Regions from separate parts of the Pan troglodytes genome. Here region 1 is linked to region 2. The links are chromatin contacts, called in public Hi-C maps. All regions are on one chromosome and are shown on one strand. The core of a region is the stretch at or near the end of the contact, and the rest is flanking DNA. Distances in the headings are between cores, read along the strand shown.

What was found. Hi-C and Micro-C count contacts between places; a contact is called where the count stands out from the background.
Region 1: a contact with region 2 is called in a Hi-C map of stem cell-derived neural progenitor cells, with 2.9 times the contacts expected there. The contact joins the promoter of NPAT here to the promoter of CUL5 in region 2. A contact is called at or near these places in 1 of 7 Hi-C or Micro-C datasets (stem cell-derived neural progenitor cells) and 1 of 1 datasets of contacts at active chromatin or transcription factors (stem cell-derived excitatory neurons).

The regions. Positions count from the first base shown.
Region 1 is chr9:110,207,006-110,211,439 of NHGRI_mPanTro3-v2.0_pri, forward strand. NPAT (nuclear protein, coactivator of histone transcription) reads right to left here and starts at 1,428. Exons shown (of 18, transcript XM_508739.8): 1 at 1,147-1,428. The coding sequence starts at 1,183. It overlaps ATM (ATM serine/threonine kinase), which reads left to right and starts at 1,734. Exons shown (of 63, transcript XM_016921933.4): 1 at 1,734-1,833.
Region 2 is chr9:109,990,015-109,995,024 of NHGRI_mPanTro3-v2.0_pri, forward strand. It overlaps CUL5 (cullin 5), which reads left to right and starts at 3,674. Exons shown (of 20, transcript XM_522173.9): 1 at 3,674-4,448; 2 at 4,450-4,479. The coding sequence starts at 4,224.

The DNA.
Region 1 (4,434 bases), core at 178-2,677, 210 kb after region 2:
AGTTACCGAAACTCAACTAGATTACCAAACTGCCAAAACTCAGAATTCTTAAGCAAAAGATTAATCAGACATTAACAAAACATTAAACTTGTCATTATGTTTCTTCAAAAATGGATGGTGGAACCATTTCCGTTTAACGTTTCCTGCAAAATGTGCTTATCAAGAGCCCTGCGCAAATAACATTTTTGTGGACAGCGCTGGGCATTTAAAAGAGGCACAAGACAAATGGGTTTTCCGAACAATAAAATAATGGTAGTAATGGCTGTGAATACTATGGGAGGTTTCATCACAGATGCTTGCTATTTACTTTTAGGGACGTCGCATACGACGTCCGTAAATTACTGGCTCGGGTTTTGAGCTTTACCTGGCTCTCGTCCCCTGTAGTACAATCCTCTTTATTCTTTCAGGGGACAAACAACAACAAAACCCGTCTCTCACACAGACAATACACCCTGACAGACAAGTGACCCACAAACCATCCCTCCTCAAATGAAGGTAAAACTAGGGCTAGAAAACGTTCAACTAATTTAAGGCAATTAACCCTCTGAAATTTTTCGCTGATCAAAGGAACAGGAATTGCTGTTTTAAAATATGCAACTGGCATTTCACACCTCTACACTGGACGACGTATTGCGTGGAGGATGGAGAAGGAAGATCACCCCTACTCCCAAATTCGTAGTTATAAGGGCGGGTTATTAGAAGGGCGCCAGGAAGGTCTCTCTACAAAGATGGGGGGCCGGGGAACTCCCTACTTGCCCTATCTTGGTCCCAACACTGAACCAAGGAAAGTGCGCCCAAGGTTGAAGCACACGCAATCCGTCCGTCATGCAGACAAATGCTCTTTCAGGGGTCCTAATTAAGTGTGGAGGCCTGACTTTCCTTCCGAATCCGCCCCAGGTGTTCCACCCCGAGCTTCCCCTCGGCCTTCCCCTCGCCACGCAGCCTCTGAAGAGAGGAGCATCTACATACAAAGAGGCTTAAACTGCCCAGAACCTCCGAATGACGAAGAATCACCGCCAGTCTCAACTCGTAAGCGGGGAGGCAAAACCCCAAAGCTTCCCTACCCAGGGAAAACCTTTGGCCTCAAAGGTCCTTCTGTCCGGCATAGCCGGGTCCAATAACCCTCCTTTCCGGGTCCGCGCTTACCCAATACAAGCCGGGCTACGTCCGAGGGTAACAACATGATCAAAACCACAGCAGGAACCACAATAAGGAACAAGACTCAGGTTAAAGCAAACACAGCGACAGCTCCTGCGCCGCATCTCCCGGTTCCAGTGGCGGCACTGAACTCGCGGCAATTTGTCCCGCCTCTTTCGCTTCACGCCAGCCAATCGCTTCCGCCAGAGAAAGAAAGGCGCCGAAATGAAACCCGCCTCCGTTCGCCTTCGGAACTGTCGTCACTTCCGTCCTCAGACTTGGAGGGGCGGGGATGAGGAAGGCGGGGAGGACGACGAGGGCGAGGAGGGTGGGTGAGAGCCCCGGAGCCCGAGCCGAAGGGCGAGCCGCAAACGCTAGGTCGCTGGCCATTGGTGGACATGGCGCAGGCGCGTTTGCTCCGACGGGCCGAATGTTTTGGGGGAGTGTTTTGAGCGCGGAGACCGCGTGATACTGGATGCGCATGGGCATACCGTGCTCTGCGGCTGCTTGGCGTTGTTTCTTCCTCCAGAAGTGGGCGCTGGGCAGTCACGCAGGGTTTGAACCGGAAGCGGGAGTAGGTCCCTGCGTGGCTAACGGAGAAAAGAAGCCGTGGCCGCGGGAGGAGGCGAGAGGAGTCGGGATCTGCGCTGCTGCCACCGCCGCGGTTGATACTACTTTGACCTTCCGAGTGCAGCGGTAGGGGCGCGGAGGCAACGCAGCGGCTTCTGCGCTGGAAAATTCAGTCGTGTGCGACCCAGTCTGTCCTCTCCCCAGACCGCCAATCTCATGCACCCCTCCAGAGTGACCCTTGACTCCTCCCTCTCCTCACTCCATCTTTCCTGGCCTCTCTCCGGGTTCTTAGCGGACTTGGCCAATAACCTCCTCCTTTTAAACGCCCTGAATTGAACCCTGCCTCCTGCGCATCCTCTTTTCGTGTCACCTTAGGGTTCAGATTTAACTACGCGACTTGACTAGTCATCTTTTGATCTCTCGTATTTAGTACTTTTAGTCAGCGAGCATGTATTGATATTTCAACTTCAACCTCGCGGTTAAGAGCTTGGGCTCTGGAATCATACGGCTGGAATTGGAATTCTGTCAGTCGTGTGGCCGCTCTCTACTGTCTTGTGAAGATAAGTGAGATAATCTTGACCTGTGGTGAGCACTCGTGAGCGTTAGCTGCTGTATTTACCAGGTACAGATAAGACAACTACAGTGGATGATAATGTATGTGGTGATAGGGGAGTACTCTGATGGTAGAGGAGTGACTTTGGTTCTCTGCAAACTCAGCCTGAGACTATCAATTCAGTTTGTGGTGAGACCTCTCAGTGTTACCTTGGCAGATGGTAGAAGCCTTCCAAATGGAAGGAAAAATGCGTGTAAAGGCACAAAGTGTAGAAGGACCCTGAAGTTCCAGAGTGAGGCCTGGCATTGAATGAAATATATTTTGTGGGTTTTCAGCTGCTGAAGTCATAGGAATGGATGAGACCAAGAAAACAAAGCTGTTTTTGAGGTATGAGCGGAAGAAGAGGTATCAGGAGACTTTCGAAACAGTCATAACGGAAGTTAATATGATCATTGCTAACATTTGCTGTGTTTCAGGCACTGTAAGCATGTATATGGGTCCTTACAGGGACTCATAGAGGTAGGTACTAGTATTGTTTTTCCTTTTATCATTGAGAAACTGAGGTTTGAAGAGATTAGTGAACTTGCTCTAGATTATACAGTTTGTAAGTGGCTGAACCAGGATTTGAACTAATACAATCTGACTACAGAGGCCACACTCCTTAGCACTAGAAAAGAATGGCATGCCAAGGGCAGAGTTATTTCTAGGAAGATGGGATATAAGCGTCATTGTCAAGTTGTGCAAAGGGGTCAACTTGGTTGAGATCTAAAAAGGAACACTGAATTCGTCAATTCAGAGGCTCGTAGGAAGTAGGAAATCCTTATCTTTTCGTTTGAACCTTGAGTGGAACCCAGATATTCTGGATTAATGTATAAATGAAGTTCATCTTTATATGGTGACACTCATACTCTAGTTGACTACCTAATAGTTCCTCTGCCTTCTTTCAGTTCCGCCAACATACTGTGTTCTTTAACATTGTAGAACCCTTTGGCTATAAGCTAGTCTCCTTCCCTGAAGTGTTGGTCCTCTAGCCCTTTTTTTGATTGGCACCAGTTAGTTCAGATCTTGGCTTTATTATAAACTCCTCTGAGATATATGTTCCCTGACAGTTTATCTAAAATGATTCTCTCTACAGTTATTTTCTATTACTGTGTTTTTGTTTCCTCAGAGGCATACATCACAATTTGGAATTATGCATTGGTTTATCAATTTACTTGTTTATTGTCACCCTGCTGCCCAGATATGACTTCATGAGGGTAGGATTTGTATCTGTTTAGTTCATTATTTGTTTAGCTATAAGTAGTAAATATTGTTTGCATCTATCAGTGAATGAACATCTTCTGTTCATGTAGATAATACTGAACTGTTTTGTTTTCTTCAAAATAATCATTAAGAAGCTGAAGGTAAGAAAAACAAGTTCAAGGAAGTCACACCATGGGGAAAAAAAAGTCAAGTTTAGGGCTGCCTCTTCCGGGAAGTGTCAAATCTTTAGTATATTTAGGAATAAAGGTGCCAAACCTTATGGTTCTTTGGATATTGCTAAGGTATTTTCATTGGTTAGATTACCAGTTTCATTTTCCTTATTGACTCAAGAGGGCTTTAAACTGAGATTGAAGAAGTAAGAAGATTCCTAGATAAAACCATAAGGAATGGAAAAACAAAAATGATAATACTTGTCCACAGGAAGTATATAATCAAATGAAAAGAACTCAAATAACAATCTGTAATCTATAGCAGAGTAAAGCGGAAGTTGTAACAGTGTTGGGGGATGGGGGAAGTCAGAAGAACCACCAGTGAATACAAAAGGAGAAGAGAATCAGAGCCATCTGCTAATAAAATGGGTAGTCAGCTCTTTTTGTTTTTTTTGTCTTGTTTTGTTTTGAGACAGTCTTGCTGTGTCGCTCATGCTGGAGTGCAATTGCGTGATCTCAGCTAACTGCACTTTCCGCCTCCTGGGTTCAAGTGAGTCTCCTACCTCAGTCTCCCCAGTAGCTAGGATTACAGGCACATGCTACCACACCTGGTTAATTTTTGTATTTTTAGTAGAGACGGGGTTTCACGATGTTGGCCAGGCTGGCTGGTCTCGAACTCCTGACCTCGTGGAACGCCCACCTCGGCCTCCCAGAGTGCTGGGATTACAGGCATGAGCCACCACGCCTAGCCCCGGTAGTCAG
Region 2 (5,010 bases), core at 2,424-4,923:
CACAAGAATTCTTGGCCACTGGTGTACAAGAAAAGTCACCTGGGATGCTTAGGGATAAGGTAGATTTGGGGCCTCACTCCTGACCTGTAGAATCAGAATCTTCAGAGGGTAGAGCCTAGAAATCTGCTTTTAAAATAAGCACCCCAGGTTATTTTGATGTAAATGATCAGCCACATTTGACAAACTCCTTTATATATATTTTACTGCATACACAGAAAACAAATGAGAAGAATAAAACAAATGGCTAACAGTGGATATTTTAGGAGGTGGGAGAGAAAAGTTTATAGAGAACTTTCATTTTGTAAGGTATTATAGTTTAACATGATGGCTAAATTTTCTTAAATTAGCAGGTGATTTTTTTTTTTTTGAGACGGACTTTCGCTCTTTGTTGCCCAGGCTGGAGTACAATGGCGTGATCTCGGCTCACCACAACCTCCCACTCCCGGGTTCAAGTGATTCTCTTGCCTCAGCCTCCCAAGTAGCTGGGATTACAGGCATGCGCCACCAAGCCTGGATAATTTTGTATTTTTAGTGGAGACAGGGTTTCTCCATGTTGGTCAGGCTGGTCTCGAACTCCCGTCCTCAGGTGATCTGCCCACCTCAGCCTCCCAAAGTGCTGGGATTATAGATATGAGCCACTGTGCCCAGACAGCAGGTGATTTTTAAAAAGATTTTAAATAAATAAAAGTAAAATTATCCCATTTTCTACTACTCACAAACACTGGTAACATTTTGAATATTTTTTCCAGTTTATCCACTATTCAGAGTAGGAAATAAAACTGTAGCTTTCTTTCTTTACAAAGTTGGAATTGTGGCACATATGTGGAATTTTGCATCCTATATTTTTACCTATTATATTCTGAGCATTTTCCCATGTAATTAATCACATAAGAGGCTATGAAATATAAGAAGGAATGGTTGATTTTTATATATGTCTTATATAAATATAAGAAGAAACATATGCTCATTTCTACTTGCCAACATAATTTCACGAAGCCCCTCTTACAACTTAAAAGCTTTGACTTTTAAGGTCAAAGGTGAGGTATGATGGCTCACAACTGTAATCCCAGCACTTTAGGAGGCTGAGGTGGGAGGATTGCTTGAAGCCAGGAATTTGAGACCAGCCTGGCCAATATGGTAAAACCCCATTTCTATACAAAAATTAGCCAGGCTTGGTGGCTCACATCTGTAATTCCAGCTATTCAGGCCGCTGAGGCGTTGAGAATCACTTGAACCTGGGAGGTGGGAGTTGCAGTGAGTGGAGATCATGCCACCTCACTCTATCCTGGGCGACAGAGCAAGACTCTGTCTCAAAAAGAAGAAGAAGAAAAGAAAGTGTGAAAAAAAAAGGCACAATTTTTTTTTCCAGTAATTTATACCATACTGCTGAGTGAAAACAAATATGTTAAAGAATTTATGCAGTATACCATCATTTGTGGGGAGAGAAAAAATAATACATACATGAATGCTTATACATGCACAGAATGTCCTAGGCATTCACAAGAAACATAACTGTTGTCTATGAGAAGAAAGAATGGATGCCTGGGGGACTGTGGAGGAAGGCAGGCCTATTTTTTAAAAATTTTCCCCAAATATTTAATTATGAAAAATTTTAAACATATAGATGAGTTGGTTTTACACAGGGAACCCTAGCATAGCCACCACCTAGACTCTACCATTAACATTTTACTATACTTGATATATATATATATACATACTTTTTTTTTTTTTTTTTTTTGAGACAGAGTTTCACTCTTGTTGTCCAGGCTGAAGTGCAGTGGCGCAATCTTGGCTCACTGCAACCTCTGCCTCCTGGGTTCAAGCTATTCTCCTGCCTCAGCCTCCTGAGTAGCTGGGATTATAGGTGCCCGCCACCACTCCCGGCTAATTTTTTGTATTTTTAGTAGAGACAAGATTTCACCATGTTGGCCAGGCTGGTCTTGAACCCTTGATCTCAGGTGATCCACCTGCCTCGGCCTCCCAAAGTGCAGGGATTACAGGTGTGAGCCACCACGCCAGGCCCGCTTTATCAGTGTTTCTACCCAACCATCAGTTCATCTTATTTTTTGATACATTTCCAAGTAAATTATAAATATAGATTCACTTACTCCTAAATTCTTCAGTATGGGTAGCATTAAACTTCAAATTTTGTTAACTATTTTCTCTTTGAATTAAATGCACATTTTAAAAAAATTTTATTATTTTTTATAGCGATAGCTACTTTGCACAGGCTGGTCTCGAACCCCTGGGCTCAAGTGATCTGCCTGCCTTCGCCTCCCAAAGTGCTGGGCTTACAGGATTGCGCCACTGTGCTTGGCTGAAATGCATAAATCTTAAGGGTATACTGGCTGAGTTTTGACAAGTGCATACACCTGAATAACTGAAGTCCCTACCACAATATAGAACATTACATCACCCCAGAAAGTCGAAGGAAGACTACTTTTGATTGTATTATTTTTAGCACCTTCTGAATTTTGTATTATGTGCCTGCGCTATTTTTAAGAAATAAATATTTAAGCATTTTAAATATTTAAACATTTTTATAACAGTGGGCCGATTCTAAATTGGATGAGAAAGAGTGAAAACAGGAGATGGCAGATAACAGGTGGGGTCAATGGAATGGAGAACTTATTGAAGTCAGAGTTGTAGCAGTGGTGTTTCCAGAACAAGTGAGTTAGGAAAATTGGAATGCTTCGGTTGACAGTAGGACGCTGAAATCAAGCTCTCAAAAGTTGTCTTAAGGTTCAGTTAAGCATAAGCAAAGGGTGGCTTGGGTAGATGGAGATTAGGATACTAGTTTCCTTTCCCTTCCTACGCTCTCAAGTGCACACTGTATTTTTTTGTTTGTAGTTTTTTGTTTGTTTGTTTTTTTGTTTTTTTTGTTCTTTTTTTGAGACAAGAGTCTCGCTCTGTCGTCCAGGCTGGAGTGCAATAGCGCGATCTCGGCTCACTGCAATCTCCACCTTCAGGGTTCAAGCGATTCTCCTGCTTCAGCCTCCCGAGTAGCTGGGATTACAGGTGCCCGCCACCATGCCCGGCTAATTTGTGTATTTTTAGTAGAGACAGGGGTTCACCATGTTGGCCAGGCTGGTCGCGGACTCCTGACCGCAGGTGTCTCGGCCTCCCAAAGTGCCGATTATAGGCGTGAGCCACGGTGCCCTATAGGGATTATAGGCGTGAGCCACTGCGCCCGGCCTCTTTGCAATATTTATCACAACTCCCACTAAGTAATATTTGACTTGTGTAACCATCCTTAACATTTGGCTACCTTATTAGGCCATAAACTCCAAACAAGCAGGGGTCTTCTCTTTTATTTAATCCTGTATTTCCTGTGCCTAGTACATATAAGTGCTCAAACAAGTATTAACTACTTGATTGGATTCTTTAAGTAGGCCCATCCCTCTTCTCTTAGTCCAGAGCTCTTACTTATTTCTACGCATTATGGCCGTATGAAGGCTGTTTGTAAACATGCAAAATACAATACCAGGTATCCTGCAGGTTCCACATGTAAATTATATTATCTCATTGGCCAGTGGTGTGTGGTCTGAAGGGGTAAAACCTGGGGGCTTATGGTTTAGGATCTTCTAGGATAATGTGCCTTCAGAAAATCGAAGATTAATATTCATTCTCTAAACAATCTTTTTTTTTTTTCAAACTTTTTTGTAATGACGAGGGTGTTGAACTGGCCTCAAGTGATCCTCCCCCTTCGGCCTCCCAAAGCACTGAACAATATTTTATCTAAGTGCCAAGCATTCCTGAATAGAAATATTAAGAGTCATCACGCTTGTGCAGTCAACACATATTTACTGGGCGCATTCTATGCACGAGTTATTGAAGACAGCTGTTGTGAGCATTTCAGGACAATGCACCTCCCTTAACACCGAGTCCGGGATTTGGGGCGGGGTGCCGGAAAACGCCAGGTCCCGCCAGCAGAGGGCGCGGTCCCGGCCTCGCTGCAGCCTCGGGACCCACCGAGGCTTCCAGGCTCCCACGCTCGCTCCCGAGCGCGTCCCCGCCCTCGCGTCACGTGACGTGGCCGCGGAACCTGAGCTGCGGGGCCTAAGCCGAGCTAAATTCGTTGCAGGTGGCCGCGGCGGGTGCAACCACAAAGGCTAATCCGAAGGAGTCGGGGAGGCTCGTGGAGTCGATGCTTCCTCTTCCAAGTCAGGTCGGCTCCCGTTACCTTCTCAGCATTCGCGGTTCACGTCTTCCTGAGCGCGTGCATGAGGTCTTTCGCGTGGGGAAGCTCCGGTGACCATGTAGGGGACAAGAGTGAGGAAGCTCCTGGTGCTTGGGACGAGGTCAGCGCTGTCGGCGCGCTGCTCCAGCGCCCACCACACCCTGGTGCGGGCCGACGGGCCCTGGGCCCTGGTGGGAGCTCCGGCCTCCGGTCAAGGCCTGGCCGGGAGCGCCACGAATTCTCGCGTCGTCTCGCGAGAGTCCAAGTTAAAGAACATGGCGACGTCTAATCTGTTAAAGGTAAGACCCTCACTCCAGCTTGGGTTTTACTGTGTGGCCGCCGGGTTCGGCTCTTTGGGAAAGGCACGGCTCAGGTTCAGCTGCGAAGTGTGGGAGTGTTCAGGGGTTGTCTACTGGCAGGGAAGCCGCGGTGGCAGCCGGCGAGTACCGGAACGCGGGTCTGTGGCCTTGGGGTCGACAGGCTCTGGTGGTCGCTCCCGCCGACTGGCCGCTGGGAGAAAAGCCTGGCTGAGCGCTGGCGAGGAGCGATGCTTTCAAGGGACCAGCTCTGGCCGGGAGCGGGAGATGAATGGTCGTGCAGTGTCCTGACCAGCTGGGCCGTTAGTACTGTTAGGTCTCAGTTTCTTGTAAAGCAATGTCTAAGACGCATCAAAGGAAAAACCAAGAAAATGCTGCCTAACAGGTTTCAGTGACTCGACCCCCCACTTCTTCCATTTCTGTTCTCGTTCTGTCTGCACGAAATTCCGAGTCAGACCAGCAGTGCCTCCCACTCCACCCCGCTTCCTCCCTTTTCTGCGTGTTACACCTTCC